7 separate regions of the Mus musculus genome follow, and regions 1, 2, 3, 5, 6 and 7 are each linked to region 4. A link is a contact called in public Micro-C and promoter capture Hi-C data. All regions are on one chromosome and are shown on one strand. The core of a region is the stretch at or near the end of the contact, and the rest is flanking DNA. Distances in the headings are between cores, read along the strand shown.

Evidence for each region. Promoter capture Hi-C pulls out the DNA fragments that hold promoters and counts their contacts. Hi-C and Micro-C count contacts between places; a contact is called where the count stands out from the background.
Region 1: a promoter capture Hi-C map of stem cell-derived epiblast-like cells shows a contact between it and region 4, with 2.3 times the contacts expected there. The contact joins the enhancer-like site here to the promoter of Shcbp1l in region 4. A contact is called at or near these places in 15 of 39 promoter capture datasets (the 3T3-L1 cell line, 3T3-L1-derived adipocytes, the HPC-7 cell line and 8 more), 1 of 484 Hi-C or Micro-C datasets (embryonic stem cells) and 3 of 115 datasets of contacts at active chromatin or transcription factors (embryonic limb bud and embryonic stem cells).
Region 2: a promoter capture Hi-C map of embryonic stem cells shows a contact between it and region 4, with 5 times the contacts expected there. The contact joins the enhancer-like site here to the promoter of Shcbp1l in region 4. A contact is called at or near these places in 17 of 39 promoter capture datasets (the C10 cell line, the HPC-7 cell line, HPC-7-derived erythroid cells and 8 more), 1 of 15 datasets of contacts at CTCF or cohesin (large pre-B cells), 6 of 115 datasets of contacts at active chromatin or transcription factors (the 230-238 cell line, embryonic forebrain, embryonic stem cells and 1 more) and 2 of 9 other capture datasets (embryonic stem cells and pancreatic islet).
Region 3: a contact with region 4 is called in a Micro-C map of embryonic stem cells, with 4 times the contacts expected there. The contact joins the promoter of Rnasel here to the promoter of Shcbp1l in region 4. A contact is called at or near these places in 18 of 39 promoter capture datasets (the 3T3-L1 cell line, 3T3-L1-derived adipocytes, the C10 cell line and 9 more), 26 of 484 Hi-C or Micro-C datasets (the 3T3-L1 cell line, 3T3-L1-derived adipocytes, the AML12 cell line and 10 more), 7 of 115 datasets of contacts at active chromatin or transcription factors (bone marrow-derived macrophages, effector CD8 T cells, embryonic forebrain and 3 more) and 3 of 9 other capture datasets (adipose tissue, embryonic stem cells and liver).
Region 5: a promoter capture Hi-C map of embryonic stem cells shows a contact between it and region 4, with 4 times the contacts expected there. The contact joins the enhancer-like site here to the promoter of Shcbp1l in region 4. A contact is called at or near these places in 14 of 39 promoter capture datasets (the 3T3-L1 cell line, the HPC-7 cell line, the SN4741 cell line and 6 more), 1 of 15 datasets of contacts at CTCF or cohesin (the NIH/3T3 cell line), 1 of 484 Hi-C or Micro-C datasets (embryonic stem cells), 7 of 115 datasets of contacts at active chromatin or transcription factors (embryonic stem cells, fibro-adipogenic progenitors, memory CD8 T cells and 1 more) and 1 of 9 other capture datasets (embryonic stem cells).
Region 6: a promoter capture Hi-C map of the HPC-7 cell line shows a contact between it and region 4, with 2.9 times the contacts expected there. The contact joins the enhancer-like site here to the promoter of Shcbp1l in region 4. A contact is called at or near these places in 8 of 39 promoter capture datasets (the 3T3-L1 cell line, the HPC-7 cell line, cranial neural crest and 2 more), 4 of 115 datasets of contacts at active chromatin or transcription factors (embryonic hindbrain, embryonic stem cells and pancreatic cancer cells) and 1 of 9 other capture datasets (embryonic stem cells).
Region 7: a promoter capture Hi-C map of liver shows a contact between it and region 4, with 2.4 times the contacts expected there. The contact joins the enhancer-like site here to the promoter of Shcbp1l in region 4. A contact is called at or near these places in 9 of 39 promoter capture datasets (the 3T3-L1 cell line, the C10 cell line, the HPC-7 cell line and 5 more), 4 of 115 datasets of contacts at active chromatin or transcription factors (effector CD8 T cells, large pre-B cells, memory CD8 T cells and 1 more) and 1 of 9 other capture datasets (adipose tissue).

Annotation. Positions count from the first base shown.
Region 1 is chr1:153,008,218-153,010,959 of GRCm38.p6, reverse strand. All of the region lies in intron 1 of Nmnat2 (nicotinamide nucleotide adenylyltransferase 2), which reads right to left. Among named protein-coding and RNA genes, the nearest start is that of Nmnat2, 54 kb to the right of the region's middle. Within about 2 kb of position 1,424, at least 51 of the 459 cell types and tissues checked have an H3K27ac peak or open chromatin away from gene starts, as enhancers often do. A contact at or near this core is called in the SN4741 cell line, embryonic stem cells and stem cell-derived epiblast-like cells, where this site is marked.
Region 2 is chr1:153,108,158-153,110,857 of GRCm38.p6, reverse strand. All of the region lies in intron 8 of Nmnat2 (nicotinamide nucleotide adenylyltransferase 2), which reads right to left. Among named protein-coding and RNA genes, the nearest start is that of Lamc2, 77 kb to the left of the region's middle. Within about 2 kb of position 1,282, at least 30 of the 459 cell types and tissues checked have an H3K27ac peak or open chromatin away from gene starts, as enhancers often do. A contact at or near this core is called in embryonic stem cells and pre-B cells, where this site is marked.
Region 3 is chr1:153,748,006-153,750,770 of GRCm38.p6, reverse strand. It overlaps Rnasel (ribonuclease L (2', 5'-oligoisoadenylate synthetase-dependent)), which reads right to left and starts at 1,345. Exons shown (of 9, transcript NM_011882.2): 1 at 1,164-1,345.
Region 4 is chr1:153,423,813-153,426,512 of GRCm38.p6, reverse strand. Shcbp1l (Shc SH2-domain binding protein 1-like) reads right to left here and starts at 1,304. Exons shown (of 10, transcript NM_001033162.2): 1 at 927-1,304. The coding sequence starts at 1,289.
Region 5 is chr1:153,038,918-153,041,617 of GRCm38.p6, reverse strand. All of the region lies in intron 1 of Nmnat2 (nicotinamide nucleotide adenylyltransferase 2), which reads right to left. Among named protein-coding and RNA genes, the nearest start is that of Nmnat2, 85 kb to the right of the region's middle. Within about 2 kb of position 1,352, at least 107 of the 459 cell types and tissues checked have an H3K27ac peak or open chromatin away from gene starts, as enhancers often do. A contact at or near this core is called in the NIH/3T3 cell line, the SN4741 cell line, embryonic stem cells and 3 more, where this site is marked.
Region 6 is chr1:152,987,339-152,990,083 of GRCm38.p6, reverse strand. The region is part of intron 1 of Nmnat2 (nicotinamide nucleotide adenylyltransferase 2); the gene reads right to left. Among named protein-coding and RNA genes, the nearest start is that of Nmnat2, 34 kb to the right of the region's middle. Within about 2 kb of position 1,458, at least 7 of the 459 cell types and tissues checked have an H3K27ac peak or open chromatin away from gene starts, as enhancers often do. A contact at or near this core is called in the HPC-7 cell line, where this site is marked.
Region 7 is chr1:153,072,351-153,075,078 of GRCm38.p6, reverse strand. It overlaps Nmnat2 (nicotinamide nucleotide adenylyltransferase 2), which reads right to left. Exons shown (of 11, transcript NM_175460.3): 2 at 1,194-1,282; 3 at 339-406. Among named protein-coding and RNA genes, the nearest start is that of Lamc2, 110 kb to the left of the region's middle. Within about 2 kb of position 1,433, at least 10 of the 459 cell types and tissues checked have an H3K27ac peak or open chromatin away from gene starts, as enhancers often do. A contact at or near this core is called in liver, where this site is marked.

The DNA of each region.
Region 1 (2,742 bases), core at 175-2,674, 420 kb after region 4:
CAGCTCTCCCTCCACCTTCCCCGCCCTCCCTCTCGTCCACCCTTTGCAGTGCCAGCGAGTCACGTTTCAGAACATCACTGTTCTGCTCAGAAGTCTCCTCACTGGGCACAGCACACAGCCTCAGCTCCATCCTGGCCCATGGAATGGACTCCTGCACAGTCCATTCAGCCGTACCCTGATGAGTCACAGTCCCACTTGCCCAGTCTCGACCATACTGTTGTGGTGTCATGGTCACCAATCTCCAAGTCACGCCTCTCTTTTCCTCCTCCTCACACCTTCCCATAATTCCTTAGAAGCTGTTTCCTCAGAGACTGCTGAGATTTTGCCCCTATGAGTTAGAGCCTATCTAGCTCTGCCAGAGCCCTTTATCCCCCATCCCTAAAGCCTATCACTGCCTAGTCACTGGTCACTGGTTTGGCTCAGCCGCCTCAGTATCAATGGAGACCCAGGAATGCATATGAGGCTCCGTTTCAGATCCATTGCATCAGAAAGGAAGCTTGGGCCATCATCTGAGCTCTAGCTGATCTTCTGGATTGATTTGATACCCACAAAGATTAAGAACCAATACCATCATCTGTGGTAGATTAATCAGCTTCTGATCCTCTAACTTGAAAAGTACTCAGTTTCCTAAATCCTCAAAATAATGTGACAAGTAGGCCATCTCTGCATTTTATAGATGGGTATATGTATATAATTAAAAATTTTAATTTAATTAGCATTTCACTGTGCAGTTTCTGTTGGCCTTAAAACTCTTGATCTCCCTACCCTATCCCCTGGGGTTACAGGCGTGGGCCACCACATCCAGCCAGATTGTAAAATTATATTTATCAACGTGTTCTGTAGATGAGGATAATGTTGAACTTCTGACCCCCTGGTCTCCACTGCTCCAGATTTTTTTCCTCAATGAGCCACAAAGAGTATTTTATTTTGTCTTACAATACTCCCTTAGTAGTGGCAAAGCCAAATATTTTAACCTAGTTCTGTCCAAATAGAGACTTCATTGTAGCCTCAAAGCTATACTGTCCCACCTGAATTAGAAAGATCCAGAGTCGTGAGCCACTTCTGGTGTACTGCCAGTGTGGGAACAACCCACAGTACTTTGTATCACCCATCTGGGTGTGCAGGCTAGCATGTACCTGTGTAAGACTCCAGGGAGCCTTAGCTTACTGGGGACTCTCTGAGTGACAATGTAGAGGCAGGATCGATGCAAAAAGCAAGAGGAATTTATTGTTCCGGTGCACTGGGGTCCTTCCCAGACTCAAAGGACAGGCGGCAACCCCCAGCACTCTGTCGGTGAGTTTTTATATGGTTTCCAGGGGCAGAACAGGGCATCAGCAACTAGGCACAATATGATTGGCAGCACAGTACACCCTTTAAACTGGTCTTTAGCAAATGAGGTGACAAGGACTTCCCTTGTCAGAAGGTGCGCAACGTTCAGTCCTGCGGAATGTGTCCCCACCCGCAGGTCGGTTCCCTCCCTGTGGTCTGAGGAATGTTAATTAGCCTCTCCCTTCCGGAGAGGCAAGGGTTTCATGACCTTCCCAAAGTTCCTGAGCTGACCTTTTCACCTGTTATATCTCAGAGCATGAAAATGTAGTCACTACCATGCAGGTCTGAACCTCAGATGGTTTTGTTTCACCTTGGACCTACATCTGGCTCCCAATAGATTACAGATCTCTAGTGATCCCACCATCATGTCAGATATAAGATCAACTAGAAAAAATTTAGTTTCTACATGACTGCTTTTGACTGTGTCCGTGGTATATAAATGAGCTGAGTTAACTAGCAAGGAGGTGAGAGGTATTTACTTCTGGAAGATGAAGTAATTTTGTCAGACTGCAGACGCTGTTTATATAAGTAGAAGATGGAGGTTTCTGGATCAAATCAGATACACCTAAGGACGAGTCTCTTAAAACCCAAGCAACTTTTCACTAATAGGGTGATGTCTGCTGTTAGTATTCATAGCGCAAATTTATATTTTTTTTATATATTTTTATATTGTTTTAATTTGTCTTTTAAAATGTTGACCTTGGGCAAAAATTAAAAAGAGAGGAAGAAAGGAGTATTATAAATTCAAGGTCACCTGGGAGTGGTGGCGCATGCCTTTAATCCCAGCACTTGGGAGGCAGAGGTAGGTGAATTTTTGAGTTTGAGGCCAGCCTGGCCTGCAGAGTGAGTTCCAGGACAGGCAGAGCTATACAGAGAAGCCCTGTCTTGAAAAACCAAAAAAATAAAAATAAATAAATAAAGTCAAGGTCAACCTCAGATTGTAGCAAGTTCAAGGCTCAAAGAGACCTTTCAAAAAACAAACAAATAAATCAACAACAACAAAACAGGCACAACAGCTTTCCTCTGAAAACTTACATTTACATCATGACATGAATGGAAAGTAGAGTGTTGGTGAGGCGTAGAGACAGAGTATCAAACACAGGACCAGGTGCTTAGGTAGCTCCGAGAAGATGCTAAAGTCACTAGAACACTCTGGGAACCCTGCACAGGATGTTTTTCTGAAGGACAGTGGGGAAAAAGGAAAGTCTGGAACTAAGATACAAAGCAATAGATGTGACCAAGATACAAAGTAAATACATCAAGCAAAGATACAAAGTAAATACATCCTGCCACACTTTGACCCAAGTTCAGATGGAAGAGCAGGTCTGAGAGACAGAAAACAAAAAACAACAATCAAACACCCGCCCCCCCCCCCTCCAGCAGTTCCCTGTTGGGGGCTTGGAGGGAGGGGGA
Region 2 (2,700 bases), core at 33-2,532, 320 kb after region 4:
TATTTTGTTTTTAAACTCTGTGTATGTGTTTGTGTTTCTCTCTGTCTCTCTGTATGTGTCTCCCTTGCTTTGTGTGTGTGTATGTGTGTATCTCTCTCTGTCTCCCCCACGCTATGTGTGTGTGTGTCTCTCTGCCTCTGTGTGTGTGCACATATGCACATACTTGAACGCAAGTGTCTATGAGGGTCAGAAGCTATGCCCCTGGAGCTGGACTTACAGACAGTTGTGAGCAGCCGGATAAGAGTGCTAAGAATCACACTCAGGTCCTCTGTAAAAAGCCACGCACACTCTTAACTACTGAGTCATCTCTCCAGCCCCAACTTGCATTATTTCATTTATTCATATTTCATATTGCGAGCATTCTGCCACATCATGAAGATGACCTGGGAGCTAGCCACACGGCTTAGCAGGTACAAGGCCTTTTGGTTTGATGGCCTGAATTCGGTGCCTGGAACCCACATGGCAGAGGGGGAACCAGCTCCTGCAGCCTGACCTCTGTGCCATGTTCTCCCACACTAAACAGATAAATGAAAAATCATGTGCAAGCGTGGGGTCTAGCCTTTTCTGTAGCTCCTCCTAGTCAGATAGTATGGAACCTTTATAGTTACATCTGCGTTTTTTGCAACCTAATTTTTGTACATAACACTTTGATGACTATCTTTCTACATAAACCTTTTATCACATCTCTAATTATTTCCTCGGGATAAGAAGTAACATAATTGGACAAAAGGATGTGGAAGTATTTCAAGCTCTTGAAACGTATTACCAAATGGCCTTCTAGAAATGTGCTGATGTTCAGTTCCAGGAGCTAGGAATTTACAGCATCTGGTAGCAGGGTTAGATCCTGCCAGTTCTGGATCTCACAGGAGGAGGAAGGACGTTGCTTGTAAGCAGTTCAATCATTGAGCAAGACCTGCTTTAGGGGGAAAGGACTCAGAATCCCCCCCCCCCCCATAATTCTTAAAGCTGGTTTCACAGAAGCAGAAATGATGAAGATCTGTGGTCCATTCTTCTCTACCAGAAAGGTGCACACTGTCAGAATGCCATTGTTAGCTTAATTCTGTGTGTGTGCATGTGAGTGTGTGCATGTGTGTGTATGTGTACCTCTGCGTGTGAGTGTGTGTGTGCATGTGCCTGTGTGTGAGCGTGTGTGTGAGCGTGTGTGTGTGTGTGTGTGTGTGTGTGTGTGTGTGTGTGTGTGACATATCCTTGGGTGTTTCTACCCACCTTTACTCTGCTTTCCCTGTGGCTTAACAACTGCTTAACATAAAATTGCAGCTAGGGCTGGGCGTGGTAACACATGCCTATCTTTGGTCCTAGCCCTTTGGGAGGCAGATGTAGACAGATCTCTGTGAGTTCAAGGTCAGTCTAGTCTACAAACCGAGCTCCAGGACAGCCAGGGCTGTTACACAGAAAAACCCTGTCTCCAAAAACAAAAACAAAAACAAAAACAACAAAAAAAAAACAAATCAAAACAAAACAAAAACATCGTTAGAACTCTGACATTGCTAAAATAAAAGGTCAGCCTTGAGCACCCTGGGGTGGGAGTGTGTGGGGGTGGGGGTAGGGGAGACTACAAGCTAAGCATACAGTATCAGAGCCTCCACCTAGTCATGCCATCTGGATATGGAGCAGCATACAGCATGGTTTATGTAGGTGGGGTTCACATTAAGTTTGCATCAAGGCTTCTGTCCTATGGGCCTGGAATGCTCAGGAGAGGCAAGGCAGGAATCTGCAGAGAGCTACAGCTCCTCTTGTCAGTTGTTAGACCCTGCACTGGGTTCACTGTTCAGTAACCGATTCTCACACTTGCCTACACACTAGAGTTGCCTGATGAGGTGGGACATTGAGATGGCTCTGTGGGCAAAGACACTTGCCACCAAACCTGGAAATCTGAGTCCAATTCCCTGGACCCACGTGGTCGAAGAGGACCAATGGCTATAAGTTGTCCTCTGACCTCCACACATGAACTGTGGCATGCATGCATGTTCACGCACGCACGCACGCACGCACACACACACACACACACACACACACACACACACACACACACAGAAAACAAAGAAGTCAAAACAAACAAATAAATAAATGCAACTTTAAATTTTGAAACAACAACAATAAAGAATTACCTAGGAAACTAAAAATTCCAAACATAGACTCATACCCAAGATCAATTAAACTAAAATGTCCCAGACAACAACAATCCCCACCCCACCCCCCCACCCCCCAGGTGATTCTGGTGTGCAACTGAGTTCATGAGTCAGTCAAATATAGAATTAGAACTGGAGGGCTGGTAAGATGGCTCAGTGGGTAAGAGCACCCGACTGCTCTTCCAAAGGTCCGGAGTTCAAATCCCAGCAACCATATGGTGGCTCACAACCATCTGTAACAAGATCTAACTCCCTCTTCTGGAGTGTCTGAAGACAGCTACAGTGTACTTACATATAATAAATAAATAAATCTTTAAAAAAAAAAAAAAAGAATTAGAACTGGAAACATGGGCATGCCAGGGAAGATAAGGGAAGGATAAACTGAGAATTCACTGAAGTAGAAGCACACAGAGATCCTTAAACTGCCTGTTCCTGCAGATGTTTTGGGATAATCTGGTGTGAGTTAAGTAATGGCAGGCCTGCTTCCCATCGCTTGACTCTAACAGCCAGATAACGCACATTTGATGGGCGCTCTCTGGATGATGTGTGT
Region 3 (2,765 bases), core at 96-2,595, 320 kb before region 4:
CTGGCAAGCACCTTTGCCTGCTGAGTCTCTAAGTACATTTAAAAGAAAAGGCGTATAATAAGATTTCTAGGTATGAAGTAGTCCCTGGCAGTCCCTATTCCTATGGGCTTCGTGGGTGCCTCGATATATCCCGCCGTTTCTGGTCTGTCTTCCTGTGTGCTATTTTGCTACCTGAACAGATAATAGTAACAAGGATTATGGTGGTGGTGGTGGTGGTGGTGTGGCAGCAGTTATGCTAAGGACAGAAAACATTTGTATAGCTCTTGAGTGTACTTCAGGAACTGTTCTGAGCACTTCACAAATACCAACCCAGGGATGCAAATCTTGTGATAGCTACTGCTTTTCACCCCCACTTTACAGCTAGAGAATCCAGGGAACAAAGCGGGTAAGTAGCTTGCTGTGCTTTGGAAACTGGGCTACATCACAGAGAAGGACGCTCCTGCCTTCGTTATCATTGAAGCCAGATGGGGAACCAAACAACTGCATCTTGTGCTGTATCTTATGATGAAAACCCCACAGGGAAGAGTTAAGCAGATGTGGAGGGGCCGTTAGAGTACTGGGATGGGAGTCCCTGAGACGCAGGCAGTCAGTAAAGTGTTTCCTTTATGAGTTATGGGAGGATGGGGTTTACTGACTTTCCCCGTGGCCTGTTCAGCTTGTTTTCCTTCTATAACTGAGGACCACCTGCTCAGAGGTGACACCACCCACATTGATTATTAATCAAGAAAATGCCCCCCAGGAACATGCTAACAGGCCCAGCTAGTGGGGACAATTCCCCAGTTAAGGTTCCCTCTTCCAGGTGACTTCCAGTTTGTATCTAGTTGAGAAAAACTAACCAGCTGTCCGACCACCACAGCTCTGAGCTGGCACTCTAAAGCTGTTCTGTTTTTGACGGCCACCTGAGCCACAAGTCACGTATGAGTCATCGAAGGGTTACTAATTGGAGTGCCTACACTGTTACCTTTAACCTAGACTGTTAGAATTAGGCACCCAGTGCCAGCCCAGAGCAGGTGACATTAGTTTGTCCTGAGCAGACGAAGTGACAAAGACTCCTAGAGAACACTGGCTCTCCGCCCCACCCAGAGCAGCTAGCTTGTGTTCAGGAAGCTTGCCTGTCATAAACAAATAAGAACTCCGCCCAGAAACCTCTGAGCCTTGCTTACATACGTGATCCTGACAGGCTTGGGGTGGCAGGAATGATCTGGGGTGCGAGGAAACAAAGACTCGTGCGCAACTGGATGCTGTTCGGAAGCAAGAGAAATTCCGCGAAGGACACTTTCACTGTTGTTTTCTAGGAACCAGACAGAACAAAGAGGAGCTTTGCCACAGAAAGCAGAAATCACTCAGATTAGCCAGCAGAGGGCGACGTTCAGCTACTTTTGGTCTTCATTCAGTTCCCTTGTTTGTGTCTTGTTCCCCCAAGGTCATGGGATGGCTACTCTAATTGTTGCCGATTTCCATGGGGTTGTTTGTGTCTGGGGGAAGTAATTCATACCGCCGCTGAGCGGAGCTGCCAGGGCCGTCTTGCTCACCCGTATGTGTGTTCCCTCATATTTAGAGTTGAGCCACAGTTGATATGTTGGAGAATAGGTTCCGCTTACAAGAACCAGCTAGTCCGAATGGGTCGTTTTGAAAAGCTAAGTTTCATTTCCCGCATCCTGGAACCTTCTCCCTAGAGAAGAGCTTTAAACAACCCAGAGCAGACCCCGGAGTCGTTGAAGATCTAACCGATTTGTAAGAGGTAAGGCTGGCGCGCTGGTTTGTTACTTTTTATTTATTTTTTATGATTTCCAAAGCCCAATTCTAAAAATGATTTGAGGCCACTTATAATACAAAATGTGCCTATAATAAAATCCTAAACTATAAACACATAAAGGATGAGAGACCCAGTAATTAACAGAGGAAGGCATCCATCAGATTCCACCAGAAAACTCAACTCTGGATCAAGGCCAGGGCAGGAAGTATAAGTCCCCCTTGTGAAGAAAACACAGTAATTCTTTAGCTGTCACATCACGTGAGCATGGGGGGAGGGGCACCTGGTACCAGCTGTCTGCTTTGGGGAGGGACAAATGCTGGGACAGATCTGCATGGAGGAGGACAGATCTGTATGACAGGAGAGTCTAAGACAGGAACCATGACTTCCCTTGGACCATCTTGAACCAAAGATCTCTTCTGGGTGGGATTTAAACTTTGAAGGAATAATTTACCAAGGGTAGACAGCAGGCACAGGAGTGAGTGGGAAACCTGGACTGGATACACGGAGAGGAAACAAACGGCCAACGCAAATGTAAGGGCATTTTCCCTCTTCCTCCTGAACCACTTCCCACTGTGGTATCCTCGATCCTTCCTTTGACCAAAAAGAACATCAGACTTCCGGCTCACATCCAGACTCGCACTTAGCTTACCAAACCCTTCTGGGAACTTGGGTAGAAGCCAGTGCTGTAACGTTGTACCAGTAGAAGGTTGACCTTCTCCTATCTGCAATGTGTGAGTGGTCTGGGCTGGCTGCTATGCAGCTCCAGCTGACTGGTATCTCTTTACATTTATTGGAGTGATTCACATAAACGCTCTGGCTTCTATGTCTTTAATGTTATAGGATTCTTACAGGAATTACAGGAATTAACATATGCCGAGTATTTAGAGCAGTATCTGCCGCAGACAAGTGTTTGCTGTTTTTGAGCATGTCACCAAGCCGTCTAACACACACTTTTCACACATTTTCTGTCATCACAAAACCTCTCTGAAGCCAATACTATTTATAGTCA
Region 4 (2,700 bases), core at 55-2,554:
TTTGCTATACTTTAAATAAAATGCAGTATTAAAATGTATGCTATTTGTTCTGTTTGGTGGGGTTTTTTTGTTGTTGTTGTTGTTTGTTTTTTGTTTTTTTTGAGACAGGGTTTCTCTGTGTAGCCTTGGCTGTCCTGGAACTCTCTGTAGACCAGGCTGGCCTTGAACTCAGAGATCTGCCTGCCTCTGCCTCTCGAGTGCTGGGATTAAAGGCGTGTGCCACCCTGTTTGGTGTTATCAGGCTCTTTCCATGCAAAACACCTGTCTACATCGTGACTTGCTGACTGGGAACCATTCTGGGGACATCTTACGCCTGTTTTTATGTGCATCCGTGTATTCACACCACCCTTGCACCTGATGCCTGGGAAGGCTCAGGAGAGGATCTGGGATCCCTTGAAACAGGAGTGTCGGATGGATGGGAGTCACCTTGTGGGTTCTGGGACAGGAAAATTGACCCCTCTACTAGAACAGCAAATGTTCTTAACCAAGGAGCTGTCTCTCTAGCTGCCATTTTCACAATTCCAACGTAATATTAGCTTTATGTTTGGGCCTAATATGAAGATGTATTAAAAACTAGGGTGTGTTAACAACGAGACGTGTGGACACTAGGGTGTGTGGACACCGAGCTCTGTGTATTTGAGTGGACAGTAAGATGTATGCCCAGACTGTGACGAGCGCTTCACGGCCTCATCTTTTAGGAGGTGTCATTTTAGCTGACAATTTTGTATAACGGGTTAGTCAAGTCCTCTAGGGCAGGAGCTGAGGGTCTGGGCAACGACTAAGGTGGCCAAGGTGGCATTCTGTACCCCTTGACTCCAAAAGACTGATTTTTTCCCCCAAAAGACTGTTTTGAAGGGACAGATTTGCTTTCCCTGCTGTGGGAAAGACCCAAACCTCCCGGAGCTGGCCCCTCTGCAGCTTCGCACCTTCGAGCCCTGTAGCACCTGGTCGCAGTACAGAGCCACCTTCTCGCTGCGCCACATGCCCCTCATGGGGGATGCGTAGATCGGTGGCAGGGGCTGCGCTTCCTCCTGGTCCTCAGGCACCGCGGGCACGGGCTCCTCGTCACATGTTTCGGCTTGGGTGACCGGTGGGAGCTGGAGCCGTCGCCGTGCCGCCTTGCCCTTCACGGGGCGCGGGGAGGCCACTACCGAGCGCACGGGGGACATGAAGCCCCTGGTGGGCGCGGCCACCGAGTCCCGGAGGGTGGCTAAGACAGTCTGCTCCGCTGGCGAGCTGTCACTCCCGACCGAGGCCTTGGGCTCTGAGGTCGTGGCATCCGACTCCATGTTCGCGCCGCAGCCGTTGGCCGCCTTCCCCTCGTGGGACCACGCAGCCTGTGCGCGCTCCGCGGGCGAGCACATGCGTGGGCGGGAAATGAAGGCAGGTGCGGGGGCGGTGGGAGCACGCTGCGCAGAGGCGGGGATAGGGGCGGGGTCCTGCCTCTGACCCCGCCCATTGATCCTTGGAATCGCCTAATGGCAGAACCTAGGAGCTCGTTGGTCCCCACCCATCCACCCTTAAGTCCTGAAACATTTCAGGGCCAGGCAAGCTACGAAGTCCCTAGGTAGCCAAGGATGACCTTGAATTTCTGATTCTCCTGCCTCTCCCTCTCAAGTGCTGGGTTCACAGGCCCGCCCCACTCAATGGGGCGGTTCATTACCTGCTAGACAAGCACTCTACCGATTGAATCAGACCCCCTCCCCCCAGCCAAAGGAAACATACTTTTATTCTAGGAAGCATTTGTGACTGGGACCAGCTGGTTATTACCAGAGAAAACTGCGGATAGATGTAGGCACCCGGGATCACCTTTCCACGCGGATCTCAGTTTAGGCGTCCCTTCATATCATAAACAAATTGCTCTGTGTGTGTGTGTGTGTGTGTGTGTGTGTGTGTGTGTGTGTGTGTGTGTGTGTGTGTGTGTGTGTGAAGATGTGATTAAGTCAATGGGTCAAATTAGTCTGTGGAGCTGCTCAGAATTCTCCCTGATGGGTGTTTACAGTACTGCAACCCTTATCAACACGTATTTCAGCGGTGGCGACGGTGAGTAAGCGCATTTTCCTAAATGTTGCTCACGGCCTTTGATGAGCATCAGGACTCCAGTTCCCGGTATGTGAGACTGCTTGTGTATTGAGCCCGTTGGAATACCGTCTGTTTACTCTATCTGGACTCTGTGCTGGGCGCACAGCCCCCGAGCTGAGGTGACTTGGGAAAACACCTGCCTTCCCTCTCGCTCACTTGGAAGGACACTGTGTGAAGTTGTGAGTTTATTTTGAAGGAGACATTCCCGTTTGTATCGTGTTACTGTAGTGCAGAAAACAATTAGGACTTCAATTATTCTGTATTCACACTTCACTGTATTTGTCTGGAGTCTGTGACCTTCTTTAAAATGGTGCCATTATAACCACCCAAGACCACCCATTCGAATAAAATCTATTACAGGGCTGGTTTTCTCTTCTTTTAATTCATTACCTCGCGTGTGTGTGTGTGTGTGTGTGTGTGTGTGCAGTCCATGCTTGCCTGGTGTGTTGTGTAGACTGAGCCTCAAGCTTGCAGGGCCCTTCATCTGCCTCCCAGGCACTATGGTGATAGGCACCCACTGCCACCCTCTGCTTACTCTTGTTATTTTGTTTTAAATGCTTTCCTCTTCCTTTCTTTGAAAAAATAATTATTTTATTAGTATTAGTTTAGCCCTTAAGT
Region 5 (2,700 bases), core at 103-2,602, 380 kb after region 4:
TCAAACTCAGAAATCTGCCTGCCTCTGTCTCCCAAGTGCTAGGATTAAAGGTATGCACCACCTCTCCCCAGCTACTTACATCTTAAGAAAAGCCCCTGGGCTGTGAGAAGAATAGATCGAGAAACAAAATCATCACAGCCAAGATGAGAATCCATTTATTGGAGGGAGGAGAGAGGATGTAGCTCTGATGTAGAGCAACTGGATAATCAGTGTCAAGCAGGGTGCCGGGAGAGTGGGACCAGTCTCCACCCTCACAGGATGGAGGGAGAGGGGGTGGCAGGCACCACACCATTTCCCCAACATGTACTGAGCTTTTTTTAATGGAAAAGTGGAGACAGAATCAGGAAGGAGACTTCTTTCAGTTAACATGACACATTATGGAATGTGTTGACTTAGCACTACTGAGCCAACAAGCCCATGGGCCATGTTGGCATGCATCCCTTCTTCTCCCAGCAACAGCTTCCTTACTGCAGCACTTTGTGCTGTTTTTGGTCCAATGATGCTTTGAAACTTCAAATAACTTTGGACCTTGCTGGGACCAGTAGTTTTCAGATCATTCATTTGCCACGGACCAAGTAACAGGATGGGGAGGCTGAGGAGAGTGGGAAATGTTTGTCCGACCGCATGGAGTTCTCTGCACACCCACACACCAGGTCACTTTTCATTGTCATAAAGACATTTCTTAGTGGCTCAGGCAGCTCTCTCGGGAGCAGTGCCTGGAGATTTAGAGTCTTTGGATGCTGGTCTTTTCTGTGTGTCCCAGGCAGCTCCTCGCTTGTCCTGTCCCTCCTCTTCCTGGCTCCCCCATTTTAGAGGTGCTGGCTGTCAATGCCACACATTCTCCCTGACATCCTCTGTAACTCTGCAAGCAGCTTTCCTGCAAAAACCCTTACTAAATGTTGGAGCTCATCATATCAGCTGTCCCTGAAGCTCCCTGGCAGTCATGGAGTGGCTACAGCCAACACTCCAGCCAGAATGAAGAGAGCAGGAAAGAGGAGGGTGTTCTTGGAGAAGAGCATCACCTGGTATTTCACACCACACAGAGCCCTGAGAGCACAATGTAGATAGGTCATCTAGAGGTCACAGGTCATGACCTCACTCCCTGTCACCCTGCTCTACTCTTTCTCACTTCAGAGGTCCCAATGTTCTACTCTGAAGCTGAGATCAGCTAACCCTGAATGCTCAAAGAGCATTCTCAAGAGAGAATCCTGGGCGCTCCCAGAAAGGTGAACCAAGTCTTTCTGAGGAGTGCCCTCTGGTGGAATTCACCATCTCTGCCCCCTTGGGCAATGCCCTTGGACAATAGGCCTTTGTTCTCTAGATCCTTTGAAGGGGAGTGGAAAGCAGAGCGAATCCCTGCAGAGCCTCAGGCTGAGTCAGCACCAGTATTGTTGACCTGCTCTTTTGTGCACAGTGTCAGGAGCTGGTGACTCTCCTGGCTCTAGTCCAGGACACTTGCTTCTCTCTGTCCTGTCTGCTAGCCTCCCAATGCAGTGCTACTGCCGTGTGGCTTAAAGTCTTTTCATCCTGTGGAAGAGATCTTGAGAAACATCGTCTTGGTCTACAGTGTTTTTCTGTACTGGCTTGGGGACCCACAGTGATAGGAAATTGACACCCAGTTTGTGAACTCTGACCCTTTCCTTCCCCACCCTTAGCTGAAGGGACTAGAATAGTAGTCGATAGAAATCCTGCCTTGGATATCTGGATGAGAAGACAGCATACAAGAGAAGGGAAACGTGCAGACAGCTCTTGTGGAGGCCTGAGGGGCTACTGTGGACCATTTCTGAGCTGTTCATGCAGAGGAAACAATTCTGCAGAAAGAACAGTGAATTAGATACAGAGCAAGAGGAAAGAAGAGAGGGCAGATACTCTAGTGGCTCCCCAGTGCTTTCTAGGTTTGGGGTTCTGGCTTCTCTGAAGTTCATTTCCACCTGTGGGGTTCATGATTTCTTTTTCAATAACATACTTCTTGCTAAAATGATTTTTATCTCTAACACTCCACAAATAAGAACAGCAGCAATGATACCATCAGCAATTCTCCTAAGAAACAGTGCTAATTTTAACACACCCTCTCTGTCTGTCTGTCTGTCTCTCTGTCTCTGTCTGTCTCTGTCTCTCTCTCTGCGTGAGAGAATGTCTTACTTAGGGATTTCTTGCTGTGAAGAGACACCATGACCACTGCAACTCCTATAAAGGAGAACCTTTAACTGGGGATGGCTTTCTCTCTCTCTTTCTCTTTCTTTCTCTGTCTCTCTGGCTCTTTCTCTCTGTTTAAGGGTATTAAACACTTAGAGCCAAGTTGGTGGGATACACCCATAATCCCAGCATTCAGTGGGCAAGTCAGAGCTGTGCAGAGAGACCCTGTCTCACAACAAAGCACAAAAAGTTGCTTATAAGACTTAGTCCAAGCCGGGCAGTGGTGGCGCATGCCTCTAATCCCAGCACTTGGGAGGCAGAGGCAGGCGGATTTCTGAGTTCGAGGCCAGCCTGGTCTACAAAGTGAGTTCCAGGACAGCCAGGGCTACACAGAGAAACCCAGTCTCAAAAAACAAAAACAAACAAACAAACAAAAAGAACAGCCCTTAGCAGCTCCATTACAGAGCCTGTCATGTAGATGACTCTGCTGAGACTATTATCCAAGGCCTAAGGTCTCCCAGTGGTGGTTTGAATAGACTCATGTATGTGAACACTTGGGCCATA
Region 6 (2,745 bases), core at 209-2,708, 440 kb after region 4:
TGCTAGGATTGCTGGCACGCACTGTGTGCCCAGCTCCCAATTACGTTTTATTTCTATTACTTTCCCCAAACCCCAAACTATTTTTTTTCTGGTAAACCTTAGGAAAGAATCAGTGGAGAGCTGGGTGTGGGGTTATGGCAGTCAGGGCCTGTTCAATCTGGATAACATTATTAGGGAGATTTGTTATTAAATTAATGAAATACTATTAAAAGCTATTCCTCTGTGTAGAACTTGAACTTGCAGATGTTTTGTGTGTGTGTGTGTGTGTGTGTGTTAAAGAGAGTAAAAACATTTGCCAAGAAATACAATCTATGGGAGCTACAGCAGCACTCACCCCATTCCTAGCGCGAGCGCGCGCGCGCGTGCGCGCACACACACACACACACACACACACACACACACACACACACACACAGACTCCAGAAACAGAGTGGCAGTCTCTCCAGGCATGAGACCTGTTTAGAAGCCTCAACTTTCATGAAAGGAGTCAACCCCACCCAGTGAGCTGTCAACACCCCGTCCTGAGGCTACTTTCTGCAGGCTTTTCCTTCAGGTGTGGTATCAGTGGCTTCTAGGGGAGAAGGTTCATGTCGCTCTGGCTAGAACAGCTCCTGACAGAAATCCACCTGTCTTCTCTAAGGAAGGAAATAGTTGTCAGGAAGGGCAACACAACTACATAGGAACAGTGATAAAAGAATTCCCACAGGCCAACCGTCAGTAAGCAAGACAATGATGGGATACCTTCCTGTGACATGTTCTGCTTTGCGTTCATTTTGGTTTTGGCATCCTGGGGATTGAACTCGGGACTTTGGTGACACAGTCGTCCTGTGTTACCCAGGCTGTCTGTGTACTTGTGTCCTCGAGAGAGTCTCTTCATTCAGACTCTCAAGTAGCTGCAAGAATGTACCACTGTGCTCACGCTTAGAGTGCTGTTCTTAAAGGAAAGAAGAGAAAGAAGAAAAGAAGGGGGAAAATAAGGAAGGAAGAGAGAGGGGGAGGGACAGAGGGAGGGAAGAAGGAAGGAAGGAAGGAAGGAAGGAAGGAAGGAAGGAAGGAAGGAAGGAAAGATGGGGAAGGTATGGATGGATGGAAAGTAGGAGAAGGGAAGGAAGGAATGGAGGGAAGAAGGAAGGAAGGAAATATTGTTTAATCCAGAGTTTTAAATCCAGAAGCAGTAGCTATCAAAGTGGGAGAGAAATAGACTTCCTCTGACAAGCAAAACCAGGTTACTCACGGCGGAGATGACTTGAATGAGCATGGCCCCCATAGGCACATAGATTTGAATGCTTGGTCACTAGGGAGTAGCACTATTTGAGAAGAACTAGGAGCTATGGCCTTGTTTGGAGGAAATGTGTCACTGGGGGATTTTGAGGATTCAAACGACCAAGCCAGGCCCAATGTCTCTGTCTTCCTGCTGCCTTCAGATCTGTCTGAATGAAGAACACTTAGCTACCCTCCAGCACCATGCCTGCCTACATCCTGCCAGGAAGATAACGGACCAAACCTCTGAAACTGTAAGCCAGCCCCAGCTAAATGCTTCCTTTTATAAGAGTTGCTGTGGTCACAGTGTCTATTCGGGACAGTAGCACAGTGACTCGGACACATACTATCAACAGATCTACACCACAGGAAATAGTAAGGGAAGGTCTTCATATAAAAGAAATAAAACACAAAAATGTGAATGGAGAAAGGAATAAGGAAAAATAAAGTTTTTTCTTCGTTTTAATTATTTTAAAACATGGCAGTTTAATGCAGAGAGGATAACGATATATTGTACGTTCATAGCGTATGTAAAAGTGAACTACGCCATAACGACCCCATAGGGGGTGGGAAAGATGGGTGAGAATACACAATCATAAAGTTCTTATGTTCCATTCCAAGGGGTATTGTATGAAGAAAACTCAAATTACTTAAAATAAGTATTATAGGCCCTAGAATCATTCAGTAAAGAAGATAAAGATAAAACCATAAAAATTTCTCAAGCTGGCTGTCGTGGTGGGTGTCTTTAACCCCAACATTCAGGTGGTAGCAGAAAGATAGGGAGTTCAAAGTCAGCCTCAACTACACAGAGAGTTTGAAGGAACATGTACGACAAGAGACCTTGTCCCTGTCCCCAACACCCCCCCCCCCAACACACACACACACACACACACACACACACACACACACACACACACTAAAACTAGTATTGTCAGGTTAGATTTTTTAAAAGAATCCAGTTCTATGCAATCTTCAAGAACCTCTTTTATTTTTAAATTTTTTTTACTGCCATCATCTTCATCGTCATCACTGTGTGTGCAGGGCTGTAAATACTACTGTGCACATGTGGAGGAGGTCAGAAGAGAATCTTTGGAGTTGGTTCTTTCCTCCCATGTGGGGACTGAACTCAGGTTGTCAGACGTACGTTGAGTCACCTCACCAGCCCAGAGCCCCTACTCTGAATGTAAGACATAGCTAGGTTAACAGTAAACAGATGGCAAAGGATAAACAGGGGAACACTAATGAAAAGAGAGCTGAAGTAGTTATGCTAATTTTAGACAAAGTCAACTTCAATCCAAGGGATGTAATCAGGAATAAGGAGAGACACCAATGTAATGGTCAAGGAGTCGACTAGAAGACCCAACAGTCTCAAACGTGTAGGCCCCAAACAATTAAGCTTCAAAATCAAATGCCTGCCCTTGACTTAGACCAGCAGTACTTACACTAGAGGGCTTGCCCACAGACTTAAGCTTTCTCAAACAGTCA
Region 7 (2,728 bases), core at 184-2,683, 350 kb after region 4:
GGGTGAGAGTCAATGGAATTTGGTGGGGATGTGAATGAGAGCCATTTGGGATTTGCAGACCAGGCTCCTTCCCCAGTGATGTTTTGGGAAACTCTAAGAGCCACACCAGGAGTCAAAGACAGAAACTCCCTAAGCTAACTCTTTAATTTTGTGAGCCTGATTGTTTGGTTCAAAAATAAACAAAATTATCAGTTGGGCCACCAGTGAAGATCCACCTAACTAGGGCCAGTACAGGGCTAATATCTCTCCTACTTCCTCACCCTTGTGGGTCCCAAATTTCTTTTCCATCCCAGTGAAGCCAGGGTCACCTGCCTCTGTCACCATCATCCCAGCCCTACCTGATCCAGTCGGAATTCTGGACAGCCAGCTGACACATGATGAGACGGTGCCGACTTGACACAAGGCCCTGGGAAGCAACAAAGTCATGGGTAGGAGATATCCTTAGTCTTCCAAGGTGCCCAGAGACACCAGCCCAAACCACCCCGTTACGAAGTGCGGGGCTATGTCTGATGGTGAGAGCAAAGAAGGAATGTGACCCCTGACTTGTCCCTCTGCCACATACACAGACACTGGGTGATGCTGTGTGTGTACATGTGTGTGCTTATGTGTGTGTGTGCACGCACGCACATGCATGCATGTGTGTATGTGCATATATGAGTGTGTGTGCGTGCGTGCGTGCGTGCGTGTGTGTGTGTGTGTGTGTGTGTGTGTGTGTGTGAAGAATACATGGTATATCCTATTGCAACAGAGTCCAAACCAGTCAATGCCCACTCAGCTACTCTGCATAGGTTTGACCTAGGGTAAGCTCAGTTAGCCTGGTTTGGTGAATACAGTAACCATGGGAGAAACAGGAATGACTGGAAGAGTTCCCACGTGAGAGGCATTTTTTCCAAAATAAAAATCTTGGGAAGTATTCGTCCAATGCAGCTTAGCCCCTAAACTGCTGCCAATCTGGAGCCCAGCACAGTTGCGGGGAGCAGGCTTACTCCTCTTTGTGAGAGCAGCTGGCTGGCTGTGGTGGGCAGTTGGCCCTCCGGCTGTAGCCAGATACCCAGGTCGAACAGTGGTCCTGGGAGGAAAACCAATGTTGCTAAATAGCATTACCAGGAATTTCCTCAGAGAGGACAGTAGGGTGGTTTCATCCAGGGGAGCTATCTGGTGAGGAAGAAGAGAAGGCAGAGGAAGGAGCCCACCTGTTTTCCGTAGGAGTCATGGACCGGAGAGACAATCCCGCCAATCACAATAAATCTTCCAGTCTTGTGCAGATAATCCCTGGCTCTCTCTAATTAAGAGAAAAAACCGAAAATTACAAGAGGGGAAAGACGCGGCTTAGAGGTGATAACTGAAATCAGTCTGTTCGGCACTGAGCCCGCTAAGGTTTGGTGCTTGCTATTTAAATAGGAGGTGCCAACTTCAAAGCAAATACTGGCGACTCAAAGGTTAGGGAGGTGGACCTTAGCCCCAGAAATAAAAGGATTTAGAACTCAAGGAGCTTAACCCGGTGGCGGTGGCAAGGAGTCTGTATTGGAAGAACTACATAGCTGCAGGGGTTTAAGACAGTCACCTCATTAAGAGGTGTTCAAGCTTCGGGTTGGAATTTGCTCCTGTTGTCTCTTGTAGAAATTCCAGTGAGAAGCTGTCCCCGAACAGAAAAGGTAAGCCTCCTTAGAATATGAAAGATGTGCTGATTGCCACCCCTAATTACCGCAAGGGAGAAACAGGAAAACAAATTGCAAGGGCCTTGTACATAATCACGGTGAATTAACAGTCAGCCTGGCAGCCAGCAGCATTACCGTTGCTTGAGAAAAAAGCCAAACAAAAGCTTCCAAATTGACCAGGCAAGGCCAGGTTCACCCTCATGAGAAAAACCAATGAATCAGAAGAGCTTTAAAAGTCTAGTCCTGTTTTATTCCCAAGGGAGTCCATTGAACAAACTCGAGCGGGTTGTTTATTTTCAATTATTTTATTTTCCTGCATGTGTGTATGTATTCTTGTGGAGGCCGAAATTGATTTCCTCAATTGCTTTCTGCCTTACTTTTACAAAACTATTTACTTTACAATCGTGTGCATGCACATTCACACACGCATGAGTGCATACATGTCTGTGTGCGTGCACATGCACAGGTATATACGCCCATGTGTGTGCAGATGTCTGAGAAAGTCAAGACGAGGCCATCAGATCCCTTGGGGCTGGAGTGCTCGTGAGCCACATACAGATGTTGGGGAGTGAATGCAGGTGTCTCTGGAAGCACACAGTACAAGATCTCTCCTGAACCTGGAGGTCATCGACTGTCCAAACTAGCCCCGCCAGTGAACCCCTACCCTCATCCTTCTGCCTCTGCCCCACGAAGCATAGCTGCCATTTGGGTGCTGGGACCTTTGCGAGCGTAACAGACCGCCCCTGCCTTTGTAAGTGAGCGCCAAGGATTAAAGTCCCGACCCCCAGCCTGAGGCAAACACCAACTGAGACATGTTGGCACCCTGAGGTGGGAACTTGGTGGTGGGAAAATCCCGGAGTGAAAAAACAGCTGGGCAGCAAGACTGGTTGTAGAGTTTACAATCAGGTTTTCATGACCTCGGCGGCTCTCTGTGTGTTTAAAAATTATCCCCACCACCGTTGTTTCTTTCAGCCCTTCAATGTAAAGGCTTTTTGTGAAAACGAATTCACTACTTTTAATACCATTTTAGATTTTTTTCGGAGTAAATGGAAATATTTTGCCTATAATTC